2 separate regions of the Mus musculus genome follow, and region 2 is linked to region 1. Evidence: chromatin contacts called from public promoter capture Hi-C data. All regions are on one chromosome and are shown on one strand. The core of a region is the stretch at or near the end of the contact, and the rest is flanking DNA. Distances in the headings are between cores, read along the strand shown.

Region 1 (6,795 bases), core at 1,881-4,380:
GGGAACTCTTACATATTACCAAGTTAAACTGTCTGCATGAGATGCAGCCTTGACCCTCTTGGACCACAGCTTCTGTGTGCTGACACTTGGGAAATATGCTGAGGTTTCACACAGTGAAGCAGATCTCTTCTTAATCACCACTGATCTCTCAGCCCCAGTGAGTGTGCCCATTAACCTAGTAATCAGCATAAAGCAATGGTTTCACTTCAGTGGTTCTGGTCTCTTTTCATCGCCATTGATTCTTCAGCTCGAGCTGATCATCTTAATAGAAAATATTACATGAATGGCCTAGGTAGAGTCTTTGCTTCCCTTTGAAACTTTACAAGCCAGGTCTCCACCATCTGTATCCCTTTCAGCATCCCCATCTTCCAAGATCCTTCAACAGTTCATCAAGCTCTGAGCACCAATGGCTTTTCTAGCCCAATGTTCCAAACCCCATCCATCCACACCCTCTCCCAAACACTACAGTCAGGTTTGTCATGGTAATACTCCATGATACTGGCACACATTTCTGTGCTAATTTGGTTTGTACTGTTTTGGTAAAGACCATGACCAAAAGCGACTCGGGGGAGGAAAGGGATTTATTTAATCTTTTGACTCAAAGTCCATCATGGAGAGAAGTCAGGGCAGGAACTCAAGGCTGGAACCTGGAGGCAAGAGCTGATGAAAAGACAACGCTCACTGCTGGCTGGCTTGCTCCTCATGGCTTGATGCATCTGCTTCTTGATGGTACGGAGAACCACCTGTCCAGGGAGGTCACGGCCCCCAGTTGGGTTGGTCCCTTCCATATCAAGCATCCATTAGTCAAGAAAAGACCCCATAAACTTGCCTACAAGCTATATAATGGAGGAATTTTCTCAACTGATGCTCCCTTCTATATAACCCTATTTGTGTCAAGCTGACATAAAGCATAGCCTGCATAAATCATGAAATATGAAAGTCTATATCAGAGGAAAGGTAGATACTGTGCAGGGAGCAACTAGATCCCGACTTTTGCCACAGATGTCCCCTAAACAGTAAAAATACACAGGCTCGGCCACTAACACTCTAAGTACAGTTCTCAGATATCAGCAATTCATTTACAAAATGTAAAATCCAAATAGATATAGCTGAAGGGTCATTTAAAGCAGGAATAATTAGCAGGCAGAATTTTCCATTCAGTTCTATAAAAGTCTATGCAAACAAACTCTGTGGGTACCAGACACGCACACGGTGCACAGACATTCATTAGGCAAGCACTCATAAAATAAAAATAAATACATCTTTAAAACAAATAAAAATCCACATTAAATGCACAAATATGTATGTGTATGCATACTACATTTTCTATGGAACAACAACAATTGAAAGTTAAAAAAAAAAAAAAGCTTTGCTGGGCCTGGTGGCACGCACCTTTAATCCCAGCTGTAGGAAGGCAAAGGCAGGAAGATCTCTGTGAGTTTGACGTCAGCTTGGTCTACAGTGAGCATTCCAAGATAGCCAGGGCTCTTACACAGAGAGAGCTTGAGTTGAAAATACTAAAAGAAAAACAATAAATAAATAAATAAATAACCCAATTTTATAAGAGTATGGAAAAACAAAAATACTTAGGAATCAACCTTAAACCAGTATCAAATTTACACTAAACACCTGCAAACTATAAAACATTGATTGAAAAATTAAGTAGGACTCAATTCAATAGATAGGTTAGGTCACCATCGTAGATTCTACACTGTGTAAGGTAACCAATTTCAAATTATCTATAGAGTCAATTCAATCACATTAAAAGTCCAAGAAGCTATTTTTAAATAATAATTGACAAACTAATCTAAAATGAGTGTGAAAATGGAAAGAACTCAGAATAATCCAATCCCGTAAAATACTAAGTAGTTATTATATATAAGTATAAATAATGATTTTCTGGCAAAGCTGTTACGGTGCAGTAACTGGTGTGGGAACAACTATAAATCCTTGCAGAAAAGCAACGCAGGTGCACCTCGGCTCCTACCTCACAGAGCACAAAGAAAATTGCCTCACGGTGGCCAATGCACCTGCCTAAGCCTAAAAGCTTGTATTAGGAAACCTGTGATATTCTACAAATAGAACCAACCATAAAAGAAACAGGAAACTGAAATCAAATTTTAAATTTCCTCTTTGAGACACTGTTAAAAATTAATGGGGCGATTAGGAAGCCACATGCCGACAGAGACAGGACAGAGCCAGCGGGAGGCAAGGACTCATGAGCTTTGCTGTGGTGCGCAGGGACAGGTGATACGTGCTATTCTTGAGCACTCCTGAGCGGGCGCTGCATCTTTTCCCCGCCAACACACAACAGTCAGGCCATACATACTGAGGTCACATTTAACCATGTCGTGACCCATGTGTGCTTCTAGGTAGCATGTTGTATATCACCACTGCTCACGTTACCTGCCTATTTAAAACAAACAAATGTTTTTGTCTTGTAAACTTTTTAAAAAAAAAAAGAAATCTGAGCCAGGTGGTGGTGGCACCATGTCTTTGATACCAACACTAGGGAGGCAGAGGGTGTAATCTCTGAGTTTAAGCATGGTCTGTATTTCAAGACGGCCAGGCTACACAGAGAAACACTGTATGGAAAACAAAGAAAGAAATCTGATGTTTTCTACTTTCAACCTTTTAACTTAAAACATTTTCAGTCTTTACTTCATTTGACATGTACTGGAAGAAAAATATCAAAATGTAGTTTCTCCTCAAATAATATTCTAATTTCCTTAATATGCTTTTTGACTAAAGCTTCCTTAATCTGACTTGAAATGTCAACTTATGATAAGTGTTATTCACACACGTACAGCGCTGAGCATGGAAGCCCTGTGTTCAGACTACAATACACTCACTACAGGCTGTGTAACTTGAAGTGATTCATCTAACTATCCCATAACTGTTTCTCCATCTGTAAAACTGAAATAATGTGAGACTGAAACCATCATGACAAAGATAAAGAGGGGCTAACATGTGAGAAGCTCACAGAAGAATCAGCAAATTCTTCAAAAATGTTCATTTCTTGCTGCAGTAAGTTCGGGATATAAAGCGAAACGCTAACCATTTCCCATGGTAATTTCTCGTGTCTGAGATGGGTACAACCTCTGACTGGAGAGACGGGGTCCTCTTCTTCTGATGTGGCACTGTCACTTGGAGAAACTGCCAGGTGCTTCCTGTGTTCAAGGCAATGAGACTTGAATGCTGTGTCTGAAAGTTAATAGCTTATAGACAGAATTTGAAACCATAGAAGTTATGGGAGAATGAGAAGGTCTCATACTGGCCCTATAACATTCCTATACTTAAAGGCTAGAAGAGAGAAAAGGATGACTGTTAGAGAAAACAGGAAGGAAGGTTTGGCAAGTTAGGGACTGTTATGGACTGAACTGTGTCCCTGTTCTCACAAATCCACATGCCAAGCTGACCAGCAATGAGGCTAGATTCAGAGAGAAAGCCTTTGAAGAGCTGGTAACAGTTAAAGGCAGTCATAGGTTAGGTGGACCTGGATCAAAGAGGCCCAGTATTTCATCAGAACAGGAAGAGACCACAAGGATGTCTACAATGAGAGGACAGGGCATGGAAAGGCACAGGAAGATGGTGGCAATCTGAAAGCCAGATAGAGAGGCTGAAAGAGAAATCAAACCTGCCAATATCTTCCTTGGCCTTCCAATCTTCAGAACTTTGAAGAATAAATTTCTGTTCTTTTAGTCACTACTTAGCTAGTTATGGAAGGAATTAAAGCAAGTCACATATTAGAAGGAAAAATTCGGATTGTATATCCTAGATGAAAGACTGGTCTAGACATAAACATAGAGAGCTGGAGAGATGCCCAGTGGTGAACAGCACTGGCTGCCCTTCCCAAGGATCTGGGTTGAAACTCCAGAATGTACAAGGCAGCTCACAATCATATGCAACTCCATTTCCAGGGGATCTTGACACCCTCTTCTCACTTCTGTGGATGTAGCATGCACGTAGTGCACGGATATACATGCAGGCAGAACACTCATACACATAAAATAAAGAAGAAATCATTTGAAATTCAGTAAGAAATCAATGGACAACATTTTAAAAACTGGCGAAAGATTTGACTGTCATTTTACCAAAGCAGCTGTATGGGCAGTTCCAGTACCTACAGCAGGGCTTAGTGCCGGTGCTTATTAATTAGAGAAACAGAAGCTAAATTCCACACAGAGAGCCACTCATGGTCTCTAAGAAATGCTGTGAGTGAGACGGCAGTGTCAGTGTAGAGGCCGTGGTGCCCTGATAACTTTCAGCTGAAGGGATAACCAGAAGGCACGTCAAGTGGCTGTGCCTTACACGTGGCTACGCCTTACACGTGGCTGTGTTTTAATTTATACATGATAAAAACATGCCAGGAGTGTAGCTGAGTGACAAAATCCTTGCCTCATATACTTGAGGCAGTGGGTTTGATTTCCAGCACAGATATATGTATGTGTATGTATGTATGCATGTATGCATGTATGTGCATATGTATGTATGTATGCATGTATGTGCATATGTATGTATGTATGCATGTATGCATATATGTATTAGGGTGCTTCACAGTTAAAGTGTGAAATTCACTACATTTAGCAATAAGTATGCAATGAGTGATCGTTTTAAAAATTTGGCTGGAATGTGTAAGTGGATGCAAGAGTTAATGAACTGAAAATGAAAATAAGCTACGAGCTATGGACAATACTTCCAACTTGAAGGATTTTAACACAAGGGAATGGATAATAGAGAAGATTGATAGGGCTCTTTGTGCTGACAGAAAAGGTCGTTTTACATTTTAATGCTCTGAGAATAGAAGCATTTTTATTTACATGCCCATTACTAAAATCTCTCACATATAATAAATATATGGATATGTGTACAAATACATATGTACACACAGTACAATAGTGTACATACTAAAATACACAGACACACAACAGGAGCGGGAATAAGATGAGGGACTATACACTGTACTATACTATTTGACACTATACACTGAGGAACTAAGAATGTGTGAGTAACTGATAGCAGATTTTTTCAGAGATAGGACCTTGCTCTGTACCCCTGACTGGCTACTGCGTCAGCCTCCCTAGTGTGGGATGGCGGGGAGGGGGGGGGGTGCCACAATGCCCAGCAGCAGACATGGAACATGACTCTATCTTTGATCAATTGATTTTTGAGAATTCTTTTTTTTTTTTTGGTTTTTCGAGACAGGGTTTCTCTGTATGGCCCTGGCTGTCCTGGAACTCACTTTTTAGACCAGGCTGGCCTTGAACTCAGAAATCCGCCTGTCTCTGCCTCCCGAGTGCTGGGATTTAAAGGCATGCACCACCACACCCTGTGATTTTTGAGGATTCTTGCTCACCCCTAATAAAATGAGTTTAATGAAGAACCTGGCTATACAATACTCAGAGTATCTAAAGCTTTAATCAAAAACATTTAGCTGTGTAATCTCATGTTATGAGGAAAGGAAAAAATATTACCCTAGTAGGAACCCCCATTGCCAAGGAAAGTTCATAATGAAGTGGGAGAAGAGAGCGGCTGAGCAGGCTTCTAGGAAGCATGGACCAAATGACAAGCGCAGACAGACTCCCTTCAGATGCTTCAAGGCCTGAAACAGAAAAGGTTGCATTTAGATCAATTACAAAGGCCAACAAGACAATTACTTAGGCAAACTTTATAGCACACCATTTCTTGAAGGGATAGCAATTCACCCTTGATAAAGTGCATCCATATCACCAATAATCTATAGTCACCAATAATCTACAGTCACCAATAATCTATAGTCACCAATAAAGATTAACCTCTCTAATTACTTCTACCTCCTTTAATTTTCCCATTGTACATTACAGTGACAATATCCCATTGGATTTTCCCCACCAGTTAATTGGTGGAGAACTATTTAATAGTAATAATAAAAAAGACTAACATGTTAAAAGTAAAAAGAAAAATTCAATATATTTCAAAAGGAAAAAAATTTCTATTTTCTTTATGGCTCAATCATCACTAGCAATAATTATCTACCCTTTTGGTATAAATTCACTAACTCTATATATACAATTCCCACACTTATTTCTGTAGCTATTATGTCCATGACAAGTCACCTTTCAATAATTCAAACAGATTTCTGATCTCCAGATTATAGTATTTTAAGAAATATGTTAAATGAGCTTTTACATTAATATAAAGTTAATCATGAACATATTTATACATAATCATAAAACAAATTATTGAAATTTTTGATCTCTCTTTGAAAACAGAGAGGAAAGGAAGTTTTTACAGGATTACCCTATCCTTTGTTAACCGGAAGAAAACAGTGCCTATGAGATGGCCTCTCAGTTAACTACTAGTAGTCCTGCCTAAGGCACATCTATTTCTATGCACGTTACTAAAGATGACAACTAATAGAGGTCTTATATCATTTATACGAAGATTTCTCTTCATATAAATGCTGATGGCTAGAAATAGAAATTATGAAACCAACATTTGGTCAAGTCTTGAATCTTTATCTTAGTTTTACATGTAGACTCAGAACAGCTATACCAAAAATCTTGCTTCTTTTCATTTCTGTAATTTTCTAATATGTCAAAGAATTTTTACTCAAAATTGAATAGGAAACTTACCTGTGGATCCAGTCCAAGCCCAGCTCGTACTAGGATAATAGTAAGGGCAGTGTTTCTTAAAGCTGAAGACCATGTGGTAGGAATATGGACAAATTCATAAATAATCGGAACATTCCTGATGGTGAAACCAGCCAGTAACATCCCTAAGGCAGGAGGGAAGGAAGGGAAAAGAATGTAGAAA
Region 2 (7,067 bases), core at 2,719-5,218, 310 kb before region 1:
ACTGTCCAGGACGTGATGATTTTCTCTAGAATGTACTTGGTGTCTCCATTTCAGGGTCTCTTCATCAGCAAGGGAAGACTATTTTGGATTTTTCTGGATCACAAAGATATTCTTGTTCTCTTTTGTTGGGGTCACTTTTAGTGATAATATCTAATACAAATCACCTTTGTCTGGCTATTAGACAAGGGATCACTCTTCCAAGCATTATGTTAACAGTAAAATTTTAGCTTCTTTCTCTTTGGGGGACTAATTGAGAGCTTACTCAATAAGATCTGTTTAGTGCTAATTGCAACACAGAATATGGCTAGCATTGTTAAGGAGGAGAAATAAAATACTGTGACAATATAGAATAATATACTCACAATGATTCCATGTTGTAGTGGTCAACAGTGCAAGAATTTATAGCCCCTGAGACTATAAGGAAATTAATTTATTTTAATTTTAAGTTCCCAAAACAAATGTTTATACTTGTAAACATATGTTCCATTCTCTAACTTCCTGTAGTTTATTAAACTATGGGTTAGGGTACTTATGGTGAGTGTGTGTGTGTGTGTGTGTGTGTGTGTGTGTGTGTGTAATACATATGTATATAATTCACTTTATATATTGAACTGTATATAATGTAAAGCATTCTAAATAGTTCTTGGGCTATAATTTATGATTACTGTATAGGTGAAAAAACTGAGACTCGGGTACTACTTGACAAATTACAGACATAATTCAAGGCAAGCTGGGGGCTCCAGATTCAAGACGGATTTCAAGTCAAGTGAAGTCCTTCTGTTTAGCCTTGGCTTTTATGGCTAAGAGCAGTGATTCATTCTAAGCAAAAGGAGGCAGCAGGATGGTCAAAACCAAGTTGTATTCTTTCTAGGAATAAAATAGAACACTCCTGTCTCCTTTTCAGCATGCGTTTTAGCGCTTTCAGTGCTCAGAGTACGGTCTAGTTTGTGACTCCTCTTCAAACTGTATAACTTCTTCCCATTTATGCACTATATGGATTTCAACCTCTGATCTCACTCTCCACACTGTTACCAATGCGGAGTTTCATGATAAGGGAAGTGCGTCTGATTTCACATACTTTAGCAACAAGTTCAATCTGCCTTCACAGTATTGGTGATGGAATTTCCACGTATAAGCATGTTTTCTTTGTTGCCTGATTATGACAAATACTATTTGACACCTTAGAGTGGATGAAATTCTTAGAAATACCCCCCTGAAAGCAGGGGTTGAAAACAGAAAACTTTTGAATATTAAAGCAGGGGTACCAGAAGGATGTAACTGGTTTGGTTGTTCCATGGCAGTGGACTGCAGCCCTCATGTTCTAACCAATGATGCCTATGGACACTATTGCATTCAGAAATGAGCCTTTGCAGACCTCCCTGAGCTAAGAGGTGGTCAGAATGGCTAGTTTCTTAACAAGAGACAAGAGTATGGGCTGGGATGGCTCAGAAGGTAAGAAGACCTATTACTTTTGCTTGAGGACTCACACTGGGTTACCAGCACCCATGCTGGGTGTCTCACACCCACCTGCAATGCTAGCTCCAGGTGAGCTGATGATTTGTCTGGATCACACAGATACCTGTGCCACACAGACACCTGTGCCACATAGACACCTGTGCCACACAGACACCTGTGCCACACAGACACCTGTGCCACATAGAAACCTGTGCCACATAGACACCTGTGCCACACAGACACCTGTGCCACATAGAAACCTGTGCCACATAGAAACCTGTGCCACATAGACACCTGCGCCACATAGACACCTGCACCACACAGACACCTGCACCACACAGACATCTTCACCATACAGATACCTGTGCCACACAGACACCTGCACCATACAGACACCTTCACCACACAGACACCTGTGCCACACAGACACCTGTGCCACACAGACACCTGTGCCACACAGACACCTTTACCACACAGACACCTGCGCCACACAGACACCTTTACCACACAGACACCTGTGCCACACAGACAACTGCGCCACACAGAGATCTGTGCTACACAGGTACCTGCAACGCTTAGACACAGGTGCCTGTGTAGCACAGGCACCTGTAACACTCAGACACACACACACACACACACACACACACACACACACACACACACACACAGAGTGAGAGAGAGAATTTAAAATAAATCTTTTAAATAAAAGAAAGGCAGGTCTCTTTGGATCCAGATGAGAGGAAGCACAGGGAAGGGGTTGACACGATAATGAAGCACGACTGAAATGCTGCAGCCAAGCCTAAGAGGGCAGGCATTGCCGCAGCCACCAGAGGCAGGGGCCAGGCAAAGGATTTCTGTGGAGTGTGGCCTTGGCAACCACATCTGAATGTCAGACCTCTTGCAGCAAGGACTGTGAAGGAACAAATCCCTGACATTGGTTTCTGTTGCCACAGACATAGGAGCCTAGTCTACCTGCTTCCCACACAGGCTTCTGTTTTAGGTATATCCCATGGGATCATTTGGAGCTTGAAGTTTAACTAGATACTTCTTGCTGATGAACAGTCTTCAACTTGTGTTCTAGTAGTATATCCCATTGCCTCTACCTTTGTAACAGTCTTATTTATGTGCCTTTGACAATGGGACTGCCCCACCTTGCAGACTGTAGAGTTTTCCCCATCCCACCTAGTCCTCAGAGGAAAGACAAACACTTTATACTTTGTTGTTTCACCAGAGCTTTCAGGCTTTGTATTTATATCATCAGGGAAAAGAATCATTTTATATACTATATAGCAATGTGCTAAATAGTAACAAGGACACAGTTCTTGCCCTCTCCCCCTCCCCCTCCCTCTGTCCCCCCCACCCCCACTCTCTCTCACAGAGGTCTGTGTTTGTCACTTTCTGTCACTCAGCGCTTGGCTTTGTTAGTTATCCAATGAGTTCCAGGTCCAACTGTCCGCTGAGGTTACAGATACCCCCACCTGCAGGAATGCTAAAGATCCCAACGACCACTCTGTTGAGTCATTTCCCAGGCCCGTAGGTTACAATTTCTAATGTCCCATAAATAATAACAACCATCGTTGTCTTCCATCTATAGGAAGCCTCTGAACTCTAGATGGCAAAACGGTCTCTACAATTTAATGATATAGCTTTAAGGTTGATTACAGGGCTCTTTAAGGTCACTTAAAGACTCTCTAATATACAGTGTGGGGGGGGGCACCTGTGTTTCCCTCAACAACATCCCACTGAGAGGGTTTTTTATAACTTCATAAGTGGAACGCTGAGCGGAGGGTTAAGTACCAAAATAAAACTGCATGCTCACTACCTGATTGATCCCTGGCCTTTCAAAGTTGTATTTCCACTTGAACTCAGTAGTGAGACCCCCGAACTCTAAAATAGGTTTAAGTCAAAACTCACTTGGGAGCTACCTAGCCCCAGGCTGTCATTCCTGGCCCATGGAGGCACTTTGCCCAAAGAATAAAGACGCTCAAATGCTCGCAAACGGTCATCAGTGGGAGGCCTCTCCAGAAAAATAACCTCCCTTGAGCCGGATAAGGATTTATGAGCTGTGAACCAACACTGCGGGTCTCACTGTCGCTCTAATTCCATCCACAGCGATGATCACACAGGCCGGACAATGCGCTGTGGCTGAAATAATCGAGCGGATTGAAGACTTCATCCAGACCCAATATAAATTCATGGTTCTCTGGAGAGAACCTCAGCTACGATCTCGAAATTCCTGTCCGCTCTATGGAGCGATCTGAGTGTAGCCGAGACCCCCAGAGGAGGGAACAAGCAGATGAGATTGACTTTTGTGCCCAGCGCGTGGGGACCAGGCCGGTCTCCCGTGGCCTCCAGCTGTCCGGGCCTGCCCTTGGGCTGCGGGCGCCTCCCGGGGGCGTCGCGGCCGCCGCGGGGCTTGGGGTTCGGGGCGCCGGGTCGGGGCGCGCGGGCTTCCCCCACCCCCGGAGGCGACCCCACCTCCCGCCCCCGCTGTGCGCGCGCGCGTGGGTCCGTCCGTCTGTCTGCTCTCTCTCGACGTCAGTGGGAATTTCCAGCCAGGAAGTGAGAGAGTGAGCGAGAGAGGACGAGAGAGAAGTACCGAGGCGAGCCGGGCAGGAAGAGGAGGTTTCGCCACCCGAGCAGCCCGGCTGCGCGCTGACGGCTTCCCGTGCCCTGCGCGCCCCCGGCCTGCCGCCGCCGCCGCCGCCGCCGCCGCCCTCGGCCTGCTCGCGGGCCGGCTCTAGCAGCGCAGGCCGGAGCTCAGGGCCCCGCCGCGCCCGGCCCGCCCCGCGCTTCTCCGCCCGCGCCGCAGCCATGGCGCGCCGCTGAGCCGCCCGCCCGCCCGCCCGCGCCCCGACCCGGCTCGGGCTCCCGCCGGTCCGCGCCGCTCCGCAGCGGGAGCCCGCAGGCGAGGAGAGGCCGCGCCGCATCTCCAGGGTAAGCCCCGGGGCAGGTAGAGGAACGGAGCCGCCAGCTCTCCGCACCACGGTGCAGCGGGTCCCACTGGCTCGAAGCTCCCGGGGTTCGGGGGGGGACTAGGGGAGAGCCCCAAGCAGGAGTCGCGGATCGAGCGGCCCCGGCTGCGGGGAAAGGGCACATCCGCACTGGGCGGCCCCGAGGCCTTGCGGGCCGGCTGGCGGGGCCCTCGGCGTCTCCGCGGGCGGGAACGGGAAGCGGAGAGGAACTCTTGCAAAGTTTTAGAAAGATGTACCCAAGCCCCTGCGGCGGGGTTGGGGTGGGGTGGTGGCGGCCAGGCTGAGGTCCGCCACCGGCCTAGGACAGATAGAAAGGTGCTTGGTGCAGTGCACAGCCAGATTTCACCAAAGGGCGGTCAGTGAAATGAAAGCAGAAGTGCCTGTCAGTCCTCCTGGCTGGCAAAGCCCTTCCCAGCTCCTAAGAATCAGTCCCTCGGGAGAACCTGGGGCCCACTTACCAATCTGAGATAGACACCCCCCCCTCCCCATACACACACATATCATGCATTCAGCTGCCAAATCTCAACTTTGATTTTCAAAATAATAAGGAGGGCCTCACACCGATTCTCCAGGGCTGGCATTTGAGAGAGAAATTACCTACTAATAGCACCTTTCAGACTTTTGATTACGGGGAAACTCTAGGATAATGGCACCATGTTTTGTGCCTGACCTCCAAAACAGAAAACGATACAAACATGACGCCTCTGCTACATGTAGGCTTCCTTCGGTCTTCTGAGACAGACACCAATCTTGGCTCTGTTTATGGGTCGAGTCTAAAACTTAAGTGGGACAAATGATAAAAAGATTTCATCATCTAGATTTAATCTGTTTTGTTTTTTTAATGAACTTTTAAAAGTAAAGGCCAACACTGCAGCTTTCTAAGTAAGCATATTTAACTAAAATTTTTGTTGTTTTAGGGCTGAGAACAACTTGTGGTGTTTATTAACATTTGATGGCTATGGCATCAAATACTGGGGCTCAGACTGGTGGTTAGTACTAAAGATGGAGATGGTGATAGAGTTGGGTGGCTTTCTAGAGGACTCTTCAGCTGATTGTTCTTGGGTGGCAAAAAAAAAATGCATTAATGTTCGTCAGACCTTAAAAAGAGAAACTTGATTAAAGTAAGGTCCTTGCTGAAGTGGGTTTTTTTCCCCCTGATTTTAATATTGCGCTTTCTAGAGATGGAACCTCTTGCTGTTTGATGCACGAAAAAAATATGTAAATTATTTACATCGAAGTCCTTTGCTTTGCATATGAACTTGAGAGGCCTGGAATTTAAAAAGCTGTGCTTCCTGTTGCATTTAACATTTCTCACCCCACTGGATGACTACAAGAACACACATATTGATGGGAATGTGAACTCGGCAACTCTGGTCCCTGTTGATACTTCTGGGAGTCTCTTGCTAGCTTAGAGAAAATGTCTTCTTGGCTTAAGACACTGAGTAAACTTGAACACAAAAGAAGGCTTCTCTGTACACTTAATGCTGGCACTAAAATACTACACTTGCTGGGAAACGCTAACCACTTCAAAACCAAAAGACTTTTAAAGAAAGTTGTTTAATCCTGTTAAAGGTTGGTGGCACCCTGATTATCTCTGTTATCTCTTATCTCTGTTCAGAAATTCAGTTGCCTCTTGCTTGCCACAGATGGCAATTACCTGAGCTGAGGAGGTTGTAAATGTCCCTGGGTTTGAAAGCCAGTTAGTAAATACTAGAGTATACATACAGAAAACAGTCCTTCCCTTTTGTAAGCACTGCTTTGATCTTTCTGCTTCCATTTTGACTTCTGCCCCTTAAAAGTAGCTCAGCCAGGCTGACTGAGCTGCAGTGAGTTGGAAGGGAGCCGCATCAGATTCACTGGTGCTGTTCCTTTTCATGGTCCTTCCGGTGAATCGAGGCTGAGTGGAGAAGCTAGTATTTCTGTGGGCTGTCTTCACGACTCGCAGACTTCCAGATAACTGATGAAGTAAGCCTCTTCGTTGACGTTCAGGGATTGCTCATTGCGGTAGAGAGGTCTAGAGAAAGACTTGGCAACCACATGGACTGTGGATTATCATTCATTCAATCAGCAAGCCATGGTTTCGCCTAATTTATTTATGAGGTATTCCCCTGCTCTGAAGAGGGGGAGAGTTCTGGCTTCTACGGAGAAGTGACCATTTATAACCTTTAATTAATTTGAGCTTGGGCGAAGAAAATAAAGTCGCTGGCGTTTTAAAATAATAAGCTAAAATAATTATTCCCGAGTTGCTATGTGGATTCATTGCTTAGCCACACTGAGGATCAAACCCGGGGCCTCGTGACTGTTCCATTATACTTCGATATACCTGTAGCCTTGCTGTCAGGATTTTTAGAGAATGTATTCAAAATGCCTTTTCTCCCCCTTCATCTAGCAGAGTGTACTGCTGGATGCCGCGTTCTAGGTCCAGAGCTACTGTGTTAGAAAGTGTCCGTGGAACGCACTAGTTGAATCAAATAGAGTATGCCCTGTGTCCTGTGTGTTCTTCTTGCGTGGCAGACTGAGGAGGAGCCCTGTCCAGGACATTGAATGTATGTGAATGGGTATCTGTGGGAAAGTTCTCATGGACCTGTCCTCTGGAAGGAAGTTGTTTTGTTTGGATGGCATGCCAACTTTCTGCTT

The links. Promoter capture Hi-C pulls out the DNA fragments that hold promoters and counts their contacts.
Region 2: a contact with region 1 is called in a promoter capture Hi-C map of pre-B cells. The contact joins the promoter of Nfkb1 here to the enhancer-like site in region 1. A contact is called at or near these places in 5 of 39 promoter capture datasets (the C10 cell line, cranial neural crest, embryonic stem cells and 1 more), 2 of 115 datasets of contacts at active chromatin or transcription factors (embryonic stem cells and large pre-B cells) and 2 of 9 other capture datasets (adipose tissue and liver).

Annotation. Positions count from the first base shown.
Region 1 is chr3:135,373,081-135,379,875 of GRCm38.p6, reverse strand. Slc9b1 (solute carrier family 9, subfamily B (NHA1, cation proton antiporter 1), member 1) reads right to left here. Exons shown (of 13, transcript NM_028946.4): 6 at 6,615-6,757; 7 at 5,475-5,602. Among named protein-coding and RNA genes, the nearest start is that of Slc9b1, 28 kb to the right of the region's middle. Within about 2 kb of position 3,130, at least 19 of the 459 cell types and tissues checked have an H3K27ac peak or open chromatin away from gene starts, as enhancers often do. A contact at or near this core is called in pre-B cells, where this site is marked.
Region 2 is chr3:135,688,448-135,695,514 of GRCm38.p6, reverse strand. Nfkb1 (nuclear factor of kappa light polypeptide gene enhancer in B cells 1, p105) reads left to right here and starts at 3,968. Exons shown (of 25, transcript NM_008689.2): 1 at 3,968-4,392.